Linked DNA regions of Mus musculus: regions 2, 3, 4 and 5 are each linked to region 1. A link is a contact called in public Micro-C, capture Hi-C and promoter capture Hi-C data. All regions are on one chromosome and are shown on one strand. The core of a region is the stretch at or near the end of the contact, and the rest is flanking DNA. Distances in the headings are between cores, read along the strand shown.

Evidence for each region. Promoter capture Hi-C pulls out the DNA fragments that hold promoters and counts their contacts. A called contact is a pair of places that touch in the nucleus more often than the background predicts. Capture Hi-C pulls out chosen DNA fragments and counts their contacts.
Region 2: a contact with region 1 is called in a promoter capture Hi-C map of pre-B cells, with 4 times the contacts expected there. The contact joins the promoter of 4930439D14Rik here to the promoter of Ier5 in region 1. A contact is called at or near these places in 2 of 39 promoter capture datasets (cranial neural crest and pre-B cells).
Region 3: a Micro-C map of embryonic stem cells shows a contact between it and region 1, with 4 times the contacts expected there. The contact joins the promoter of Lamc1 here to the promoter of Ier5 in region 1.
Region 4: a capture Hi-C map of embryonic stem cells shows a contact between it and region 1, with 2.6 times the contacts expected there. The contact joins the promoter of Rgs8 here to the promoter of Ier5 in region 1. A contact is called at or near these places in 2 of 39 promoter capture datasets (cranial neural crest and liver), 1 of 115 datasets of contacts at active chromatin or transcription factors (embryonic stem cells) and 1 of 9 other capture datasets (embryonic stem cells).
Region 5: a Micro-C map of embryonic stem cells shows a contact between it and region 1, with 3 times the contacts expected there. The contact joins the promoter of Glul here to the promoter of Ier5 in region 1. A contact is called at or near these places in 5 of 39 promoter capture datasets (cranial neural crest, embryonic stem cells, liver and 2 more), 5 of 484 Hi-C or Micro-C datasets (B cells, CD4 T cells, the G1E-ER4 cell line and 1 more), 5 of 115 datasets of contacts at active chromatin or transcription factors (astrocytes, embryonic stem cells, extraembryonic endoderm stem cells and 2 more) and 1 of 9 other capture datasets (liver).

What each region holds. Positions count from the first base shown.
Region 1 is chr1:155,098,128-155,100,999 of GRCm38.p6, reverse strand. Ier5 (immediate early response 5) reads left to right here and starts at 1,364. Exons shown (of 1, transcript NM_010500.2): 1 at 1,364-2,872. The coding sequence starts at 1,570. The coding sequence ends at 2,496.
Region 2 is chr1:156,937,357-156,940,228 of GRCm38.p6, reverse strand. 4930439D14Rik (a long non-coding RNA gene) reads right to left here and starts at 1,435. Exons shown (of 2, transcript XR_003948625.1): 1 at 1,171-1,435; 2 at 34-1,102. It overlaps Ralgps2 (Ral GEF with PH domain and SH3 binding motif 2), which reads left to right and starts at 603. Exons shown (of 19, transcript NM_001159967.1): 1 at 603-740.
Region 3 is chr1:153,331,324-153,334,195 of GRCm38.p6, reverse strand. It overlaps Lamc1 (laminin, gamma 1), which reads left to right and starts at 1,410. Exons shown (of 28, transcript NM_010683.2): 1 at 1,410-2,068. The coding sequence starts at 1,657.
Region 4 is chr1:153,651,642-153,654,513 of GRCm38.p6, reverse strand. It overlaps Rgs8 (regulator of G-protein signaling 8), which reads right to left and starts at 1,477. Exons shown (of 7, transcript NM_026380.3): 1 at 1,159-1,477.
Region 5 is chr1:153,898,461-153,901,332 of GRCm38.p6, reverse strand. Glul (glutamate-ammonia ligase (glutamine synthetase)) reads right to left here and starts at 1,404. Exons shown (of 7, transcript NM_008131.4): 1 at 1,274-1,404. It overlaps Gm38440 (a long non-coding RNA gene), which reads left to right and starts at 1,557. Exons shown (of 2, transcript XR_387481.3): 1 at 1,557-1,738; 2 at 2,583-2,872. It overlaps Mir8114 (microRNA 8114), which reads right to left and starts at 1,407; the gene lies at 1,297-1,407.

The sequences.
Region 1 (2,872 bases), core at 115-2,614:
GCTATTACTGAACATATGTTGCTGTTGCTACATGTTATAATTATTTTCTCTCCTTCTCTATGTGGGCTGAGAATTCCTAGAAGGGAGGGACTCTGGGCTTCAGTTGTAGCAGTAATAGTGGCCAAAGTTAGCATCCCCCAAACCATCAGATCTGAAGGCATCCTGGTTGTGAACTGGCTCTTAATCAAGCCTACCTCTCACTAGTATTTCTTCCATGTAAATGGCCAAACCTATTGTAGGGTCAGGCAAACCTTTCACATAGACACCGTGTAAGCTGTGGTTAACTTTATTATTTAGATTGACTCTGAGAGTTGCCATTTATCTTCTGTGTAATAAAGAAGGTGTATCTGTGATTTCTTCATTTTATATTTGAAACTTCAGGGCCATAAGGCAATTTACAGAGCCATCAGGCACCAGTACAATCTTGTCATGGTCCTTCTGACAGGGATTTGCAAGACTCAGTGGATGGGACTACATTGACTGACCAGAAAAATTTTAGGAACCCTCCCCCCATACTTGACAAAAAACAATTTACATAATCAACATGGGAAACCAGAACTTATTTGTATTTTTAGAACTTACTAGATTTCCCCCAAAATAGATCAGTTACTTATTGTGTGTGTGTGTGGGGGGGGGGTATTAAACAAACAGACAAACAAAGAAAACCATTGTGGAGAAATAGGTAACATCTTCCATTTAAAATATGTGATAACTGAGAATCTGGGGAACGAAATGAAAGATGCCAGCTTTAGGTGAGAACAAACAACGTTGTACCTGAATTCTGTTCCTTCATAAGGCAGAAGCTTGGGTATTTCTAGAACGTTCCCTTTTGTTTGTAGTTAAATGCTGAGTATAACGCTAATGGGAAAGGGGCTAACTCCAACATAATATCTCAAATATATCGTGCTAGTTGTCATATATTGTCATCGCTTCCATTTCTGCCAAGAATGACCAGAAATTACAGCTGAAACAGCTATGAGCAGCTGGAAATTGTGTATGAAAGGAACTGAATTTTATTGTGCAGTAGATTCCAGCACACTAAACGAATGAAAGTTCCAGTCAGTGTGCTAAGGTACATCACAAAGCGGAATCCCTTACTACATACAGTTCTGTGGGCCTCGTTCTCCTCTATCAACGCCTCTGAACACAAATCCCACCGCACATGATCAATGGGCTGCCTGCAATCTCCCCCTTTAAGAGCTTGCTCCGCGGGACTAACGTTTGAACAGGCCCTGGGGCCCCTCCTCTGCCTCTGATTGGTCGGGGGCGGAGCACGAGGCACATCTGCCCGCCCAGAACGGTTAGCGGCGCTTTGTGATTGGCGTTCGAGGAGCATATATAAGGTGCAGTGTGGCCCCGCAGCGCTCAGTTTAGAGTCCGGCTCAGAACGGTTCTGTTGTCTGAAGGGAAGCGGCGGAGGGGGACTACGCGTCACCAGGTCTTTTCTCCACCGAGCTTTCAGACGCCGAGGGTACAACCACAGAGGAAGACCTGATCCCGCCTACAGCTCCTCTCGCAGCTTCAGAAGGCAAGCAGGCGTTCACCCTATCGTCTGGAAGCGAAGGCAGGATGGAGTTCAAGCTGGAGGCTCACCGCATCGTCAGCATCTCCCTGGGCAAGATCTACAACTCGCGGGTCCAGCGCGGCGGCATCAAGCTGCACAAGAACCTCTTGGTGTCGTTGGTGCTGCGCAGCGCCCGCCAAGTCTACCTGAGTGACCCCTGCCCTGGCCTCTACCTGGCTGGCCCTGCGGGGACCCCGGCGGTGCCGCCGCCTCAGCAGCCTGGAGAGCCTGTAGCCGGGCCACCCTCCGGCTGGGGAGAGCCGCCCCCGCCGGTCGCCCGTGCCGCCTGGCCGGAGCCCGAGCCTCAGCCGCAGCCTCAGCCTCAGCGTCCCTCCGTGTGCCACACGCCCGGAGCGGGAAGCTCAGAACCGGTGGCCGCGGTGGCCGGATCGGGGGAAGCTCTCCGGGGCGGAGAGGAGGACTCGGCGGCAGCTGCTTGGGGCCGCGTGGAGCGTCCGCGCGCGGCGTCTTCAGGAGGTGGCTCGGACGCGTGCCCCGAGGGGCCCCGGGCAGTGCGCCGCCCGTGCGGCTGTCCCCCGGCCGTGGAGGAGCGGTCCTCCGAGGACGGGTCCCCCGCGCCACCCGCCCCGTGTCCCAGGAAGCGTGGCGCAGCGGGAGTGGGTGGCGGCCGCGCGAGCTGCTCGGCACCCGGCTCTACCCCTCTCAAGAAGCCGCGCCGGAACTCGGAGGAGCAGCCAGTCACCGGCGAGGACGACACCGACGAGGAGATGGAGACCGGGAACGTGGCAAACCTCATCAGCATCTTCGGGTCTAGCTTCTCGGGACTCCTACGGAAAAGCCCCGCAGGCGGCCGAGAGGAAGAGGAGGCGGAGGAGGGCGGCCCGGAAGCCGCCGAGCCGGGGCAGATCTGCTGCGACAAGCCGGTGCTGAGAGACATGAGCCCCTGGAGCACAGCCATCGTGGCCTTCTGAGCCCCCGGGACCCGAGTGGCTGGAGCTTGAGCAGCGGGAGTCCCCGAAGTGCGGCCGGGGCCTCTCCCGGCCGCGAGGACGAGCCGAGACCGTAGGCGCTGGGCGCGTAGGGGAGACTGGTTGCTGCCGGGCAGCACATCGCCCCAGAAGGGGCAGCCCGGCTGGGCCGTGGCTCTCGAGTCTCATCCTGAGACCTAGAGTTGGAGGCTTATTGGAAGAGGACGATCGATCGTTAACTTTTGTATCTGTGTGTGTCCGTGTGTAAGTTTGTCTTGTGTTGAGACTGTTCTGTGATTCTGGAATGCACCACCCCTTCCCCGGGGCTTGAGACTTTGGGGGTGCAGACAGGGACTTTCCTCTGCCAGCAGCACAGAAA
Region 2 (2,872 bases), core at 186-2,685, 1.8 Mb before region 1:
AATGGCGTGAAAATACAGTCCACCTGAAACTCATCAATCCGGGACTAGGGGATCCCAAATATTGTTATTTGCTCCTTAAACCACCGGCAGCCACCCTGCTTAACACCTAGAGGCCGACCCAACACTTCCGGCATGATGATGTGCTAGAGTGCAGACTCCATCATTTAAGATCCCACGGCTGTGGGGTGACTCTTCACATTTGCAGTCCCCCTCCACTTGTCCGCCACGACTCCTAAGGACGCCGCCCTCACGGGCTGGGTATTTGATCTGGGGGCCAAGCGTTTCCAGACTTTTGTCCTCTGGCCCGAGCGGGGAGCAACGCCCGCGTCCCAGGCGCCAACGAGACCCGTGCGGGGAGCAGCCGCGGGGCCCCACCTGTCCGTCCTGAACCCTGCGGCTCGTCCTTGCGGCCGGTGCTGCGCCTGCGGCTGGGGCACGCGCCTCGGACACCGGTACGGGGCGGCAGTTGGCCTCGGGGGGCATAGCCCGGCGCCCGCAGACTGCGCCGAGACCCCGGCGACCCGGCGTTCCCGGCCGCGCGAGCGCGCTCGGTTGGTGCGCGCGCCGCTCCGCCCCGCCCGCCCGGCGCGCGCCCCCTGCGCGGCCGGGGTGGATCCAGCGCACTCCCCTCCCCCGAGCGCCGGCGGCAGGCGCTGAATGAGAGACGCCGACTGCTCGGTTGGGCGAGCGATTGCCTCGGAGCCGCGGGCGAAGCGGAGGCGACGGCCGCGGCTGCACAGGTCGGCGTGGCGTGCGGGCGTGTGGGGAGGCGCGGGCAATGGCGGCGGCGGCCGCGGTGCGCGGCGCGGGAGGGCGGGCTGCGGGTCGCTCGCGGTCCCGCGGTGGCGGAGGCCCCGGCGTCGCCTCAGCCTCTCAGGTGAGCCGGGGCCGGGCCCCGCCGCGCCAGCCACACCCCCTCTCGGCCGGGGCGCCTGCACCCCCGTCACCGAGCCGAGGCGGGTGACCTGTTGCGGGGCCGAACCGCCCGCGGAGCGCGGGGTGAGCGGCGCCGCGGCGGCGGAGGCCGCGTGCGGACACGGAGGGGGGTCCCGCACCGCCGCGCTAGCTGCCCGCAGCGCCTGGGATTCCTTTGCTGTGTGGGCTTAGGCGGGCTCGTAAACACCGGGCTCGGGGAGGCGATGGGGAGCTGACCTGGAAGGGAGCCCGGACCTGTGCGCTGCCGCCGCGGCTCCCCGCCCCCCTCGAAGCGCTTTTCCTGCCGCCGTGTGCGGTGTAGACGCAGGCGGGTTTCAGGGTGCGTGGGCGTGTTTGGGAAGAAGCTGCGAGCTGATAGGAGGTACCTTAGTGCGAATGTTAATTTGTTTGAGCTGGGAGGGGTGAGGGAGGAGGAAGAAAGGGGCCTGTTGGTGGCCGTGGAGGAGGGGCGTTTGCAACCCCAAATCCCTCTGCAGAAAGCGCTCTCCACCGAAAGCATCCAGCGTCTTTTGTTTAAGATCGGAGGATGAAAGCACGGGCGGCAGTTAATTGAGCCTTTCCTCGTAGGTGCTCTGCATCCCCTCCCCACCCCCACACCCCGTCTTAGTACGCTGAAGTAGCTATAGAGCTTTGTTTCGGTGTTGGTGTTTGTTTATGAGTTGACTTTGGCGTTGTTTATGTAATGTTTACCATCCGGTGTACTCGAGGTCGTGTGTCTTTGAAGATGACCATTCGAATTTTGTGGAACTTTTCATTCCTTGCATGAGAGAGTACCGCAGTGCCACAGTTCGTTAACTTGCAAACTGTAAAAGCCTGTCCCACCCAGATATGATTGTTCGGGCTGTAGCATCATAAATGTAGTAAGTGTAATACTGTTACTGCAGGAGTGGGATTTGTAACCAAACAGTATTATTTTAATAATAATAACCTCTACTGAATGTGTGTAGTCATGAAGCTTCAAAAATGTGGAAAATTGCTTGTCTTAGCCACATGTATATATTAAATGTGTCTATTAGAGTTCCCATGAATGGTTTAAGTATAGTTATTTGAGCTTAAATTCTGGCATAGTAATTTTAAAATAGTAAAACCCAGTCCATTCTATCTCACCATGCATTGATTTCAGGAATTTGACTTTTTCTGCAAATACTGTTCTCTATCTTTTATTCACCAGATTGCAGCAGAAGTTGAAAGATCTGCTTGTGTGTCAAGATCCTAGTATACTTTTTGATATTACAGTATCAGGGAGGATACACCCAAAAATTCTGAGAGAAAATAAAATTTAAAAGATAGCTATGAACCAGACATGTGTGAGTAATGAATGCAATTTGTGTGCATTTTAAAAACGAGCTTACAATTAAAATTGGGGCAGTGGTTGCCTTTGGTGAAAGATGGCTTTGTTGGTAATAATAATTTGATTGCAACTTGAAACTTTTTTTTTTTTTTTTTTTTTTTTGAGGCAGAGCCTCACTATGTAGCTCTAGCTGTCGGTGGAATTCACTACATAGACCAGGCTGGCTTCTAACTGGCTGAGATCTGCCTGACTCTGCCTATGAGGAGTTGGGATCAAAAGCTCCTTTTAAGCTCTTGTCCAGAGGGTCAATTCTTCTAAACACACAGAGTATCTCCGCGTCCCGCTGTGTCCTGATGGGTGTGGAGGGGATGCTGCAGCGCACAAACGCACACGTGCTGTGATGGAGATAAAGTCATCAGTGGGCAGCTCTGTTAGTGTAGAAGTGAAAACTCAGGATGCCTTTTGAGTTAGGATACTGCTTGCATTTTTCCTTCTGAGGATAGAAGGAACTGTTAGTGAATAAAAGCATCAAGACAGTTGTCTTAAACTGTGCTTGTGTTTATACACACTAGGTATCCGGCTTCCAAACATATCTAAATATTACTCTACCTGGAGTCAGAGGGTGTGTGGTTTATATGTGGCTAG
Region 3 (2,872 bases), core at 161-2,660, 1.8 Mb after region 1:
TGGAAATCAGAATGTGGTTCCTGGAGATTGAACTCAGGTCACCAAGCTTGGTGGCAGGTGCTTTTACCCACTGGGCCATCTTGTAGCTATCAGTATCATTATCTTAAAAAGACTACTGATCCGGAGCTTACACTTTGCTGGTCTGCTTTGCATCTTGGGTTGGGATTAGCACAGTGTGCTGCCAAGCCCGGCTCTCAGCTGGTTCATTTTTACAGCACCCTCCCTTCCCCTGTCTGCTGGTCCTATCAGCACTGCAGGTAGTTCTGATCTGAGACTAAAACGCATGATCTTTTGGCTCGGGCTCTGGGAACTGAGTCATTCTGGCACTGACAATATTCTGTGACTCAGCAGGTCCGAAGAGGAGGATGTCAGAATCCAGATAATTTCGAGTCTTTTAAAGGCAAGCTAGGACACACAAACAACAGAGTGGAAGAATTTCAAAGCAGGTCTGCGTATCCAGGGGAAAATGTCATTCCATTCCCAGCCTTCTCACTTCCTTCCTTGCCCGGTTAAATGACAGTCACATTTTAATTTAGAGCAAGGAAATCACAAAATTGACTCTGAAGCTGAGATCGAGCCCTGTGTTCCACAGGGATCCAGTCCCTTGGACACCTCGGGATCTCTCCCCTCAGCGTGGGCAGGGCTTGCCCCGGGATACAGGAGGCAATGCCCGGGACGGCTGGGGAGGGCGAGGTCACGCAGGCCACCGCACCGTTGCGCTGTGTTCAGGCTCCAGAGTCAGGTAGTGGCTGAGCTATACCGTAAGGACTGACATCTGGTTGGGCCAGGGTCCAAGTCCTCATGAAGTCAAAAACACAGATTCCGGGCCACCTCACCCACCTGCGTCTCCCTTTAAGAACCTCCTCTTAGCCTCATACCCTCCAGGGCAAGATCCTCTAAGGTACAAGACCTGGATGAGGGTTCCCAACCCACCGAAGCCCCTACCCTCCCAGCATGCACTGCCCAGCACCCCACACCCCACGCCCCGCCCTCCTTCCCTCACTCACGCTCCCTCTCCGCCCACCTTGGGCCCCTCCCTCTTACCCCCTCGCCCAGCCCACCTCTAGTCACGCCCATCCAGAAGTCCTCCCACTTGACCCCTTGCCTCTTCCATCTCGCGCCCCCCTCCCTTTTGCTGCCGGTCCCGCCCTCCTCGCACCCCACCCTCCTACTCCACCGCCCCGCCCACCTCGCGCCCGGTCCTCTGGCTCCCGCCCCTCCCATCTCGCTTCTCTGGCCCACCGCCCTCCAGGCCGCCCCCGCCGCCGCCGGGAGTCGCTGGGGAGGACGCGTAGGGCGGGGAGCAGCTCCTGGCCCGCGTGAGCTGCCGAGGAGGCCGGCCTTGGGTTTTCTCCACCGCCAGATCCCACCCCGCCGGGCAGACCCCACCCCCTTCTCCTTCCTCCTGGGGCGCGCTCTCGAGTGCGCGCTCGGAAGTCGGGGGTCGGCGCACAGTGCAGGCTGCGCACCGGGAGGTAGCGGAGGCAGCGCGATCTTGGCTCGGACGCCCACCCATCGGCTCTGCGTCCGGCTCTCGGCCTCCAGCCCGGTCCACAGCCCGGCCTCGGCCCGCAGCGGAGGATCGGCCTCGGGATACGCCGCTAGGCGAGTGCAGCGCGGCACCCCAGCCTTTGCCGAGGGCCCGCGCGCAGCGGGATGACGGGCGGCGGGCGGGCCGCGCTGGCCCTGCAGCCCCGGGGGCGGCTGTGGCCGCTGTTGGCTGTGCTGGCGGCTGTGGCGGGCTGTGTCCGGGCGGCCATGGACGAGTGCGCGGATGAGGGCGGGCGGCCGCAGCGCTGCATGCCGGAGTTTGTTAATGCCGCCTTCAATGTGACCGTGGTGGCTACCAACACGTGTGGGACTCCGCCCGAGGAGTACTGCGTGCAGACTGGGGTGACCGGAGTCACTAAGTCCTGTCACCTGTGCGACGCCGGCCAGCAGCACCTGCAACACGGGGCAGCCTTCCTGACCGACTACAACAACCAGGCCGACACCACCTGGTGGCAAAGCCAGACTATGCTGGCCGGGGTGCAGTACCCCAACTCCATCAACCTCACGCTGCACCTGGGTAAGCGATGACAGCCCCGTCCCCACTACTCGCTCACGGTCCAGCTCCGGGGCCGCATCCATGGAGCCGCTGGTCCGGCCTGAGGGGCCTGTCCAGCCGCGTGCTGACGGTCTGTTCTCCAGCGTGGGCCACACACAGAAATTCCTTTCTCCAACTTCTAAAATTCATCTCGCTTTGAACATCCGGTGAGGGCCACCATGTCCCACGCTAGCATCTCTCTCTTTTTTTCTTACTCTTTCTAGTCCAACCGGATTCTCGTTCCGTTGATTCTTTTCTATTTCAGCAGTTAGGATTTTGGACCAACACCCCCCCACCCCCTTTTGCACCCTGAGGCGCTAATGAAACACTCATCCTGGCAGGACAGGACTATCACATAGCATGCTTACATTAGAGTCTTGAAGGTCCACTTTCAAACACTTGTCTTTAAAATGTTTGTCTGTCTCCAGGGTTGAGAATGATTGCTCTTAGTTTTGATAGGGGAATTTGAGGGGAGCAAATGCCTTTGCCGCCGGTATTTCTATGTGTAATTAAAGTGGAAGTTCACTTTTAAAGTTACTGTTCTTCAGAGCTGTTCAGCCTTAATTAGGAGCTGTTTCACTGCTAATCCTAGTTGGGAGAAAACAGAAAGGTAATGAAGACACTCTCTGTAATTGAGGGCAGTTTTGTTCCGGTGTAAAAAGCTCCAAGGCTCTCCTGGATAGTCTTCCCTTTTGCTTTGATCCGAAGCAAGTGTGGAGACAAGCATGCTTTAGAATCCAGGAGAGGGCTGAAGTAGGAGACTTCATGGCAGAGCCGTGGATGAGC
Region 4 (2,872 bases), core at 228-2,727, 1.4 Mb after region 1:
AGAGTAAGCGGAGAGACACAGCTAGCGAAGACTAGACTACATGGATGGGCATGGGCTGTGGTGATTTCCAAAAGGATAATAATAGCTGCCTTGGGCACAATCCCACGTCGCCTGTTTTCAGAGGTTTAGCTTTTCCGAATCGCTGATCCAACTTTGGAAATAGAGGTTATGCTCCCCCGCCCCTGTATCCTCTGAGAAAACCCTAAAGGTTTCCAAATCTGTAAGAACAAGTGGCCCCCAACTTAAGTCAAGTTGCAGGCTAGGTTAAGCTTCATGGCATTTCTGCAGCTGGAAGCCTCCCTCACAAAGTCAGACAGAACACACCAGAACCTGAAAGCCCACTCTTCAGTATATGGCCAGACAATAGGTGGATGTTAAGTCGTTCTAACACAGCAAGAAAAACCAACAACCTCCTTCCCCCAACATGACACCCCCCATTTCTGTCTCCCCCCCCCCCAGCAAAAAAAAATCAGCAGCTACCATGCCAGGGAGCCATCACCTCCTGTTGCTGGTATGTGTGCCCCTAACTTGCCACTTAGGAACTGGCACCCCCACCCCTGGATTCATTTTAATCTCCCTCCAGTTCACTGTCATTGTGAGTCCTTTTGCATCGGAATGTGTCACTAAGTGTTAGTCACCAGCAGAGCTGACCTGCTTGGCTGACTAGAAACAAGACAGATGCTATGTGCAGCCAGGCTGCTGTGCAAGCGACCCCTGTTCCAAACAACAGCTGAGCTGAATGGAAATAAATATAAGAAACCCGTGGCACCGTGCAGACATCAACTGACAATATTTTCAGGGACACCCCCTCCCCGCCAAGAAATCTGAGGCCAGAAACAGGATCCTTGTTTGACAGAAAGCAGACTTTGGGGGTCCTGAGGAGTTGAGGCTGAGGCAGATAGGAAAAAAAAAAGGAAAGGAAAGAAAGAACCCTCCACTAACTAGAAAGAAATGCTATTCCTGCATCCTTACTAGGATCAGGGTAACAGGGCTTGCCCTCCCTGCTCCGAGCAGCTCTGAGAGAAAATAAGTGGAGATTATGAGAGGAGGACGTGCCTTTCTGCTCTCTGTTGTCTGTCCTGCTTCTCCCAGTAAGCCTCAGCGGGCCGGCCCAGGGATCCATCCAGACCCTGCAAGAAACAGGCATTCTCATCTTACCTGCCTGGCGGTGGGCAGCGCAGCTGGAAAGATGTGGCTGGTGCCGGCAACAGCAGTGCATGGCTCGGTGAAACCCTGAGTGACAGAGTCGGCCCTCTCCTGGTACATGGGTGAGGGTAGTGGAGCGTGGCCGCCTCACCTCGGGCCCCTAGAAGAGCTCCTGCACCATGCTGCTCTGGAGGGCTCTGCTCTGCGCCGGACTTTGCATCTCATGAAAAGGGAAAGAGCTAGCGAGCGCAGGGGAGGGAGCGGGGAGGCAGAGGGAGGGGAGAGGGGCACTCTGACAGATGATGCGCAGCCACGCAGTTGGGGGAGGACCGCAGGCTCCAACGGGATGGCAATGTCTGTGTGGCTCTCTGCTGACGGCTTGAATCCAAGCGCTACCTCCGGAGCGGCTGGTGGCTCTGCGAAGTTCAGCCAAGAACAGAGAGCATAAGGGTGTGACTGCGGTCATCAACCTGGGTGAGATCTGCTTTCCACTGACCACACCAAGGCAGGAGCGTTGGCTTGGTGACATAGGGAAGGGAGAAACACGGTCCCACATTCCTGGTCCAGCTTCAAGGTTGTCCCTCCCCATTCAGTAAAAAGCCATTTAGATTTAGGATTGAGAATGGCCAGGCAATTTGTGTCAAGCACAGCTCCAACTTTCTCAAAGATGAGGAAAATAATAGACATGGATGGGAACTAGACAGCAAATGGTCAGTGTCCTTTGTCACCCTGTGCAGAGGCAAGCCAGACTGCTCCCTCGGCCACATGCACAATGGGTTACCAGGGGTCTGTGTTGTCAAGAACAGGATCAAAAAAAGATGTTCAGAAGAGTAGAGCGAACATGCCATTTGATGCTTCTGTCTGTACAGTTCCACTGAGGTAGGAACACAGCCTTCTGGCTAGCTAAGCATCAGACATGGGGGCCCTTCGCAGGATTCTAGAGTGTGTCCATTCATTCGATGGGTTCATGGCACCAGCCACGGGCTGACAGTCACTGGTTCTGTTTACAACCATGGCCAGACAGAGAAGGTGACCAGGAGCACACAAACAGTGGAAGAGAGAAGAGACCAAAGGAAGCTGTGACTGGGGTACGCACCATCAAGCACAGCTAATGAAGGATAGAGAGACCCCAAACAACGGCCTTCTTGGGAGGGAGATGATGGTCTGCAGAGGATAAACATGTGACTGATTCCGATGTCCAGGGAACCATCCTTCCCTCCTCAGTCAAGCCTCTCTCCAAAGGATGTGACTAGCACTGACTGTAGACACCAAGCCCCATGACCTGTCAGACTCCCGTCTCCGATAGATGCTCATATCATCCCTCTGCTGCTACCTAAAATGTTGCTCCATTTCAGCACAGTCAGGTCAATATATCATGCCACGGTTATGAGTCTACTATGTGCTATGGGTGATGTTGAGGGAATAGATATCCTTGCTGTGCCAGATGACTGGAGGAAGGGACAGAGATTCAGGCGGCCGGTTCACACATAAATGAGCAAGGTGTTCAAATCACTGATGGAGGGAGAAGAGGAAGAGGAATTCCAACTGGGAGGTCAAGGAGAGAGAGGGTACTTTCCTTCTTGCTGTATACTGATGGCTGCTTCTCCTGTTTTTGAGGGGCTAAAAGGTCCATGACACCTCACTTGAACCCCCCCCCGATCATGTGACACTCCCTCTGTTCTCTGTACATGCCCTCTAAAATCTTCTTGGATTGAAAGTAAAGACC
Region 5 (2,872 bases), core at 155-2,654, 1.2 Mb after region 1:
TAGGGGAACCTGAGTTCCTCCTCTGGCCCTGGTTCCCTGAGACCAGCTGGGTGCCAGCAGCCTAGTGTACATAGATAGCACCAACTGGTGTCCCTGTAGTGCAAAGTGGAATGGGTTCTTAAAATTCTGAGTAGTTTCTGCGGGTTGCCAGATGCACCCGGGGTCCTTCGCCCTGACTTTTACTCACCCCAGCCAATGAGAATCAAATGCACTGGGGTTGTACTCTCTAGACCTCCTCTTTTTAGAGCAGTGTTCATGCCTCTCCTCGTTCTCGATTTCTCGCTGGTCTAAGCAACGGAGCTTTTTGGGCGAGGGCGATGGAGTGGGGGACCCAGACCGTTCGGAGGGGGAGGTGCTGGAATAAGACGGGTGCGATTTAATCTTAACCCTCGACTTCTCCCCGGAGTTCACAGAGTAGGCAACGAAGCCTAAAGTATTAGAAGGGGACTCTGAGGACCGAGAATCTCCATCTTCTACGTCTTCAATGGTTGGTTTCTTTGAGTATTTGCGGCTGGGGGAGGATCCCCGCTTCCCGCCCCCGGAGGAGTTGGGGCAATCCACTTTGAAAGCAGCCTTCCCACTAAAATGTCCGGAAAGTCGGTGCCGCGACCCTCGGGCCCGCGTAGATCTCAAGGCCTCTCCCAGGGGGCCATACCCCGGCGAGGGTAGAGGCCGGGTGGCGAGAGTGGGGCGACCGCGGGAGGCACAGCGCGCCGCTGCTGCCTCCGCTTGGCGCGGCCTCTCCACTGCGGAGCCCGCCGGCCACTCCGGGGCTCCGGCTCTCCATTGTTCGGTCATATGGTAAAGGCCTAGGACACGGCGTTGGGAGCTGGGGAGTGGTGCCATCAACGCTTAGGACCACCATCCTCAACCAGACCACCCACAGCGTGACGACGCCCCCCAAATGCGCCGCCAGGAAGAGAGGATCAAGGCGCCTGCGCCCACCTAAGGCAAGAACCCTCTCCCGCTGGGACCACCGGAAAGCCCCCATCTCAGCGTGAACCCCAGCCAACGGCGCCTGCCTCCCGGGGCGGCGCCTCCGGCCGCAAGTATAGAACAGATCAAAACAACCCGCAACCCCGCCCTTCCCGGAGCTTGGCTCACAGCGCGTCCTAGGAACACCAAGCAGAGCCGGCCCGGGCCGCACGCTGCAAACACGCGGGAGGCACGAGCGCTGCATCCCGCTCCGTACAGCAGCTGACTGGAGCTGGGAAGTAGAGTGCGACCCCACAGCCCGGGCGGCCGTACATTCCTGGACCCTCCGTGCGCTTACCAGAGCGGTGGCCGGCCGGATGATGGATGGGTGAACAGGTCAGGAGAGCGAGGCGGAGAGGAGATGGGTGAGCGTGCTGTTCAGACACTCTGCTCTACTCCCATTCTCCGCTCTGCAGGGTCGCTGGCTGCTCGGTACTTTTTATTGACAGCTTGTGCCCGCCCCCAGTCGCCTTGATTGGCTGACCTAGGCCAGGAAACCCGCGCCCATCAGCTGCTGCGCGCCGGGGCCCTGAGGCCATTGGCCGAGGAACTGTGCGGGAGCCTCAGGGTGGGGCGAGCGAGACCCAGAAGAAAGAAAGAGAAAGGGGAGTGGGGGAGGGGAGGCAGCGGCGGCTGGAGGAGGGCCAGGGCCGAAGGTGCAGGATGCATTTGCAGCTTGCGTTCTTAAGCGACCTCTGGACCCTCGGACCCAGGCTGAGGCTTCCTCAGAGTCATTTGGCCTCGGCTCTTTGCTTCCTTAACGGTACAGAGGTTTTCGAGGAGATCTGTCACTGAAAATCCAGAACCCCAGAAGAGAATTTTACCCTTTGTTTGTTGAGCGAGCCTGGGGACGGGTTGGGCTGGGGAGAGGCAGGGAGCCCTGATCAGGCGCGGGGAGAGAGAGAGAGAAACACGATTCCCAGAACCTGGAGGACCCTATCTTCCTGGTTTCCTGAGTGGATTTGGGGGAAGTGGTCAGACTGTGATTTCACGGTTTAAACACAAGTGTGATGTTTCTATAAAGAGGATTCTGGACGTCCATAGTCTATTTGATGTTGCCTTGTGTGTGTGTGTTCCCGTCTCTCAGCCTTTCCTTGGATCTGCAAAATAAAGCAGATGGAAGGACTTTCAGAGCAGTTGACCGGGAAAGCAGGGTGGCAACATGCCTTTAATCCTAGCACTCAGGAGGGAAAGCGGGGGTGGCACACGCCTTTAATCCTAGCACTCAGGAGGCAGAGGCGGGTGGGTCTCCTGAGTTCGAGGCCAGTCTTCTCTACAGAGGGAATTCCAGGACAACCAGGGTTTCACAGAGAAAACAAACAAAAAAGCAAGAGGGGTGGGGGGAACCCCTGGCTTTGCTTCCCAAGTTGTTTTTAACTGTGTGTGTGTGTTGGGGGAGAGGGAATGAGAGTTTTCTCTTTCCTTTCTTAACCCTGCAGTGATGGCTGAGATAGTGTGTGAATACTGTAGTGAGACAAGCTGAAAATGTGCACAGAATTTACCTGTAAAAAAATAGACGTGGCCCATATATTGTTATTAATGCTATGCTCTGAGCAGTCTCTTTCTAGTACATGAAATCCACCTCATGGCTGGGCTTTATCTTTCAGGACTTCTGGCATTCGAGATGAAGTTTTCTCTCTAGATGCCAGAAACCCACGCTCTCAGTGCCTTTGGAAGAGGAAGGGATGAAGTTTGTGCTTCTGCTTCTGTGTATGCACCACAAATATGAAAAAGAAAGGTTGCCTGTGACCCCACACACATAGCTCGGCCTGTTAGGTCAACCTCTGTCAATTTCCCCTGAGTGTGTCTGACACAGTGGCTCACAGAAGCAGCATGCCCCACAGGTGGGGATTTGAATAGGCTTTGGACCAGAAAGGCACCTTGCAAATTCTGTGTC